Regions from separate parts of the Mus musculus genome. Here region 1 is linked to region 2. A link is a contact called in public promoter capture Hi-C data. All regions are on one chromosome and are shown on one strand. Each heading gives the region's core, a stretch centred on a gene start, on an enhancer-like site or on the middle of the called end of the contact. The rest is flanking DNA. Distances are from core to core; before and after follow the strand shown. Region 1 holds the start of Tmem14c (transmembrane protein 14C). Region 2 overlaps Bloc1s5 (biogenesis of lysosomal organelles complex-1, subunit 5, muted).

Region 1 (3,368 bases), core at 427-2,926, 2.4 Mb before region 2:
AGCCAGATAATCAGAGGCCAATGCAGGGTGTACTCAGGGCCTAAAGCAAACTTGAGTCAAGCCATATTAGGTGTCAAGGGCTCTGGGGACCCACATGTCACTGGACTAAGGTGACAATTTTAAGAGTAACAAGAAAGGCTCACCTGCTTTGGCATAGCCAATAATCCCACCGGTAGCAACCAGGGCTGCATAGCCGAAACCAAAATAATGTAAAGGCATCCTGAAAAGGCCAAAGGGAGAAGCCAGTGTCAACCGAGTATAAAATACAACACACAAAATCACTGGATGGGGCCTGCGGGAACTTGGCCTTGGTGGCGATGCGCCCCCCACCCCCGGCTCCCGGAGGCTGGCAACCTGAGTTTGGTTACATTACAATGGTCCACATAGCAGAAGATCAACTCCCGCAACTCCTGAAAATTGTCCTCTGACACCTACAAACTCAACATGGCACGAATGCATCCACACAAAGAAGTAAATGTAATTGCTTAAATCATCCTCAGGGACAAAAGGATTGTCGTTTCCAGCAAATTCTGCCAGTGCCCAATCAGAAAGAAAGATAGGCCAGGTGGCAGGCTCGGTGAAAGAACTAGCCAGTGGCAGAACTGGATTCAAGTCCATGTCCCAGGCCGCTAGTTCAAGGATCATGTCACAACCTACGCTGCCTGGTGGGCAGTGCCAAGCTGGAGGTTCCCGTCATGTGCTCTGGTTTTAGAGGCTCCCAGTGATTCTACTCCGATGCACAGGGCACTTACAATGGGCCACTGTCTTTCTGCATTGTTCAGTCGCTTTGGAGACCACACCAGGCCTGCACCTGTGGAGGAGAGGTCAGAGCAGTCAAGAGACACGCTGACCTCTAGCAATCAGGAAGAAATGAGTTCAAGGTACAGCTCTGGGTGTGATTGCAACTGCCGCCTGGACACACACAGTCACTAGTCGCCCTAGCTCTGCTGTCCAGTGAAGGTAACTGGATAACAAGTAAAACACCTCTGTGAATATTAAGTGTTGTAGAGACACCAAATATTTTTACCACAGCCTCTACTATAGCACAGGCCCACCGAAACGAGCAGGAGTCACGGAGCAGCTCTGGAGCAGCTGACTGTCTCATCAGTTAGTTGATTGCTAAATCAGAAAACAAATGGCCTGTACCTCCATTCTTCTTAGCGTCTCCGAGAAGCAGGGTAAATGCTGCTTTCTCTCCAACGTCCTCCATACTCAGTTTGCAAACTTTTAGAAACCCTTGCACCCAACCCTCGGCTCCTATTAGGCTGGAGCAAGGGACCAGAAAATGCTCGGAACCCTAGTCGCAACTGCACTTAGACGCGCTACAACCCTACAAAGTGACTCCTGCTCTCTTACGGAAAAGCCCTCCGTGGCGCGGAAGCAGCGCACGCGCGTTTAGGTTTCCACTCCCGGAACCGCAGTTAGAGAACATTTTAGAGAGGCGGGAAGCGGGCCGGGGAAGCGAGCTCAGCAGAGTGTGCACGGAACGATTCCCCTGGTGATAGAGTCGGCAAAGTAAGAACACACCCAACCAACACTGGAGCCGGAGCCGGAGCCGGGAGGCCTGTGCTGTAGGACGAGGGCGCGAGCAGACAGCGAGAAGCCGAGGTCAGGAGCCGGGTGTGCAGACGTCACAGCGTGCGCTGCGTCCTAGCGGGAGGGGCGGGACCTGGATAGCCGGGAGGAACCTGAGGTGATTGGCTGGGCATCATCCTAGGCGGTCTTCGGGTGATGGGGCGGGGCTTGGTTCCGGCTTGGGAGTAGTGGGGTGGAGGAGCACCAGGTTTGGCTGCTGAGTTTGGGGTCCGTACTCCGAGGGTGAGCCAGTTTGATACAAGGATAATGGGATTAATAAAAGCCATCAGGAAAGGGTACCAGGCTGGTAGAAGAGGCATATCAGCCACAAGTCAAAGCAACTCAAAGTGTTTATGTACTGCCATGTGCCCAGTATAGATCTTAAGTATAGACATTTAAACAGTGAACCAATCTATTTTTAAGAAATTTTTGCCCTGGGAGAGCCTAAGTATTTACTCCTCAGAAGGTCTCAATTACAAATCAAAGTTCACCCCGAGGAACCAATGAGTTTATTAAAGTTCCTTACAAAGCATGACTGAGGAGTTTCAGGCAGAAGGGACAAGTCATGCTGGAAAACCTATACCCAGCGAGAATGATGGCTTACTTATGGCTGTGCAGAGCCCCGTTTCCTAGTCCCTGTCCACCTATAAACTCTAGCCCTTCCTCAAGTCACATGCAACTAGGTCAGAATGCATGAAACTGGGTGGAAGGGGTAACGGGATATAGGTGAGGGGCCCCACGACCCTCTCCACTCCTTTTCTAAATGAAGGTGAACAGTCAGGCAAACAGTCAACAAGCCCAGCTGGGACCATCTTTTGCAAGCAGGCACAGCTGACCCTCATGAAGATGGCGGCAACCTGGCGCAGATAGTAGTGCGGAACTGAATCCCACACGCTCTATCAGAGAAGCACTGTACGTATTGGCCCTTAAGAGCACTGAGGGTCTTGCTGTAGAGGACACACGTAGTCAAGGACTTAATCCGGGGCTTGCGTGTGATGGCCCTAGTCATGGACTGTGAATGTTTTGTCTCCTGTATATCATACTTGAACGTCTCACGTAATTTTGGTGTCTGCAAATACAGCATCTTGGACTATTTAACTACTCTGTTTTGCCCAGGCTGGCCTGGAACTGCTGGGCTCAAGTGATCCTCTCTCGGGAGCCTCCTGGGTTACTGAGGCTCCAGGCACATGCTATCTGGATTCCTAGTTATGCCAGCCTCATACACTTCTGTCTGTGCACTTCTCAGGAGACCGTTAACTCTTTGCCACTGTGGGTATAACAGTGGCCGGCTGCACCAAGATTCCTAGATGCCTGCCAACAGAAGGATCCCGGAAATAAACTAGGACTAGGTAGAAGATACAACTCACTCCTGTAGGCACTAGGGAAAGGTCAAGGCTCCAAGTTGCAATCAAACCACATAGAATTGTTACAAAAGCTTGGACAACCAGGAGATTCCAGCTAACTGTATCATTGAAGCCCATGTTTTCTTCTAACATTTTGTTTTCTTTACACAAGCTCTCGGGTGGTCAGAAACTGCCTCAATTCTAATTCTCGGAACTCCTTCTACCTCCTGAATGCCAGGATTACAAGGATGCCTCACGTGCTCAATTAAAACATTGTTTACATACAACTCCTCCCAAAGCCAAGTTATGTTTTATAAAAAAAAAAACAAACAAACAAACTCTATCATAGATGACTTTGTGTGTATGTGGGGATGTGAGAGGGGGCACATGTGTGGTGGTACAAATGTGGAGGCCAGAAAACAAGTTGTGGGGAGACAATTTTTTTCCTTC
Region 2 (3,428 bases), core at 149-2,648:
TGGAGCACTTGATACGTTACAGTTGTTTATCACAAGTCAACATAGCGTCCTGACACAGATAGCAGAAGACAGTGCTTCCCGTTGAAAAGCATGCCACAAAGTGATGTGAAGTGGTACAATATGAGCCTTCTCTTGGTCACACTGATCACTAAGGATGGGACTTTTATAGAGTGGTCAGGTGATTATTTATTTATAGGTTTTAGAAAGGAAAACTAAAAGTTCAGAAAAGCTCAGTGGGGAAAGGCACTTGCTGCCAAGCCTGACAGCCCGAGTTTGATGCCTAGAACCCACACAGTGGAACGAGAGAACCAAATCCAAAGCTGCCCTTTGACCTTTTAGAGCACATGTACCTACACACACACACACACACACACACACAACATGAAATAAAAAAGCCTTTTCTGTGTTGTTTCTATGTGGCTGGAATGTGGATAACTTCACAGGGAGGCAAATTCTGAAGACGGATCTTGTTTCCAAACATGGAGACAGTTCTGTAGAGGAAGACAAGTGTAGGCTTATCCCCTTCATCCAAAAGAAGTTTGTAAAGGCTGTGACAGCCTACAGATAAGTATAGGCTTCAGGCCTCATCCAAGACATTTCTTTTTACTGTAGACAGAGCCACCACAAAAAACCATAACTAGTCAGAATGCAAATTTGTAGAGCCTAGTCCCAATGAATATATCTGCTTAACACTCCGGAATCCAAGGCCCAGGGGACATTGAAGAAGGGGCAGAAAGACTGTAAGAGCCAGAGGCCCAGGGAGTTTGCTGTGAGACTGTGTCTCCTAGTAATGACAGAAGCTACACACATGAAGTCTCATCACCATGACAGTCTAAGCATGAGCTAAGCACAGGTGACACCCACAGACATGCCAAAGTGGATGGGGAAAAGCCCACAGGCCTCAGCCCCACTCAAAGAGCTACAGGCAGCTAAGGAGTGGTGGGAGCAGGAGACATGGTCTTCCCAGAGACGAGCACAGTAGCTTGCTCTTCAGAACCAAATGCTCAGCCCTGAAAGCATGCATGCAAGTAACATTTACAGACTGCACAGGTCACATGTAGGCTATGCATGGATGTCCATGTATGCTTGTTGTAATAACGAACAAAGAGGCCATGGCCTGAAAAGAGAGCAAGAAGAGTGGATGGGCAGGTTTTAGAGGAGGAAAGGGGAGGGGGATGATGTAGTTATAATCTTGGGGCAGGGGTGCTGTGACAGGTGACAGCAGAAGTCACATGGCCCTTCAACTTTTCTTCACACTGCACTTGGGGTGATCCAAAAATGAAAATGACCCGAGGACAGAAACACAGATTTTTAAGATCTGTTCACAGAGCCAGGAAGGAAAAAAGACGAACAGGAAATGATAGCACCATGCTTAGGGATGGTGAGGTCATACTCACTGCCGCAGGAAGAAGGCAGATCTAATCAACTCCTCTCTTGTTTTGTTAAGGAAGAAAAATGATTGGTAAGCTAATCCCCCGTCCTTAGATGTCATCTGTGATCTAGGAAAGTTTGTTAATAGCCGCTGAGGATAAAGCTTTTGAAAATGAAATCTGCTGGCTGCATCCAGGAGGTGGAGGCTTCACAGTTTTCTGAAAGAGAAACCGCTGTCCCTGCCCTGATGTGGACGGGTCGTTAGCCCTAGGCAGGGAGAAGAAGACAGACAGATGGCTTCCAGCTTCAGCAGCTGTAACAGAGGGTGGTCCTGTAGCAGTCTGCCTCTGCTGAGGGAATTCACAACTGAAAGCACTTCATCAGAGGACAGGGAGAGTGAGTGAGGGCTTTGTGTGAGGGTAGTAGGGTGAACAGGGTCCTCAGCGCACCACCACTTGACACTGCTCAAGAGTGACTTTTGAGACAGGGTCTTTCCTGTGGCTTAGGCTGGTCTGGAACTCACTTGTGAACCAGATTGTGATGTAGATCTCACAATGACCCTGGGTCTCAGAGTTTTGGCTAGACTGCCTTTACCCTCAGTGTGGGGTGTGCAGACACAGCAGCTGGAAATTCAAACTTAGGTCCTCGCACTCACGTAGCTTACTCCCCAGTTACGTGGTTCTTATTGATAATACTTAATCTCTTAGTGGGCATGTTTGCTATCTTTCTCATGAATGATCATGTCCATCCTGAGGTCCTGTTGTTAGTTCCTCATTTGTAAAATAAGTAAGACACAGACAGACTTGCAGGAGACTTGGGAGAAACGTGTTCTGAGGAGCAGGAAGTGCAAATGCCTCGTGGTGGGAGTATGGTCGGCCGGCACAGTGGAAAGAGCAAGGAGGTCGGTGTGCCCAGAGCAAGGGCTAAGACGCAAAGGCAGCAGGTAGATGAGGAGGAGCCGAGAAGGGAGGAACCCAGCAAGAGCAGGACGAGGCGCGTAGCAGGGATCCGCAAGCATGTCAGGAATCAGTGGACCAGCAGAAGGGCAGAGCAGTCACAGACGGCAAAGCTGCCTGCTAGCCTGCAGACCAGTTCCCTTTGTCGGAGCAGAAGTAAAGTTAGACTGGTGATGGGAAGGTCTGAGGAACTCAGGGGTTCACACCAGCCTGGCAGTGGCTGTGCAATATTTTATGACCGGAGTCTTTCCTGAGACACATGGGGTCTGGTGTGGAAGTCTCTACTTGTACCGTCATGCCAGCTCTCTGAAGGTCTTAAATTTTAAAACATTTTGAACTTGGGGATGCTCACTTTACATTAGAATGTTGGTTCTGAAGAAATGGAAATGATTTCATGAACTTTCAGACCTGGGAGAGGTAAATGTTGTAGCAGCATCCAGGATGAACTAGTTAGAAGACAGGAGCAGTGACAAGAAGAATGAGTGGAAAACCATGGGGGCCATCTGGCTGTCGGGCCTTGCCTCAGAGAGAAGGCTCAGATGATGGGCCTCGTTGCTCTGAATGTGACTGTGAGTTCACCCCTTTTCAGAGAACATTGATTAAGGCGGTTGATGCCAACATATCAGGGGGCTTAGTATTTCTGTGCTCTTTGGGTGACAGCTCAGAGCTCCCAACTGCGGTTGTTCCAGCCATGCCATCCTGAATATGCTGACATCGTGCATTTTTCCTCTTGGCCACACCCCCACTGGCAGCTGATATCTATCTTTAATACACTCTGTTGAGAGCTAAAGACTCCAGAGACGTGTCTTCCTGACCAGAGGCTGCCACTGAAACCCACCGTCTGTTTTATTTCAGTGCAAGCAGCTAACGACTCCATCTGCAGACTCCAGCAGAGAGAACAGGAACGGAAAAAGGTAAAAATGGGTGACTCGAGCAGAGGGGCACAGACTTCTCAGACCTGTTAGGACACTGTCAGCAGTTGCTTCTAATCCAGCGTCTCGGAGTTCATTTTCTACAATTCAGTGGCTAAAAGACGGAAAGATGGGGCTGGAGAGATGGCTCAGCAGTTAAACCACTGCTTTTCCAGAAGACTCAGGTTCA

The links. Promoter capture Hi-C pulls out the DNA fragments that hold promoters and counts their contacts.
Region 1: a promoter capture Hi-C map of liver shows a contact between it and region 2, with 4 times the contacts expected there. The contact joins the promoter of Tmem14c here to the enhancer-like site in region 2. A contact is called at or near these places in 5 of 39 promoter capture datasets (the 3T3-L1 cell line, embryonic stem cells, hippocampal neurons and 1 more), 1 of 484 Hi-C or Micro-C datasets (CD8 T cells) and 1 of 9 other capture datasets (liver).

Annotation. Positions count from the first base shown.
Region 1 is chr13:41,014,558-41,017,925 of GRCm38.p6, reverse strand. It overlaps Tmem14c (transmembrane protein 14C), which reads right to left and starts at 1,676. Exons shown (of 6, transcript NM_025387.3): 1 at 1,528-1,676; 2 at 753-811; 3 at 144-220. The coding sequence starts at 775.
Region 2 is chr13:38,612,456-38,615,883 of GRCm38.p6, reverse strand. Bloc1s5 (biogenesis of lysosomal organelles complex-1, subunit 5, muted) reads left to right here. Exons shown (of 5, transcript NM_139063.3): 4 at 3,183-3,241. Among named protein-coding and RNA genes, the nearest start is that of Bloc1s5, 21 kb to the left of the region's middle. Within about 2 kb of position 1,398, at least 26 of the 459 cell types and tissues checked have an H3K27ac peak or open chromatin away from gene starts, as enhancers often do. A contact at or near this core is called in liver, where this site is marked.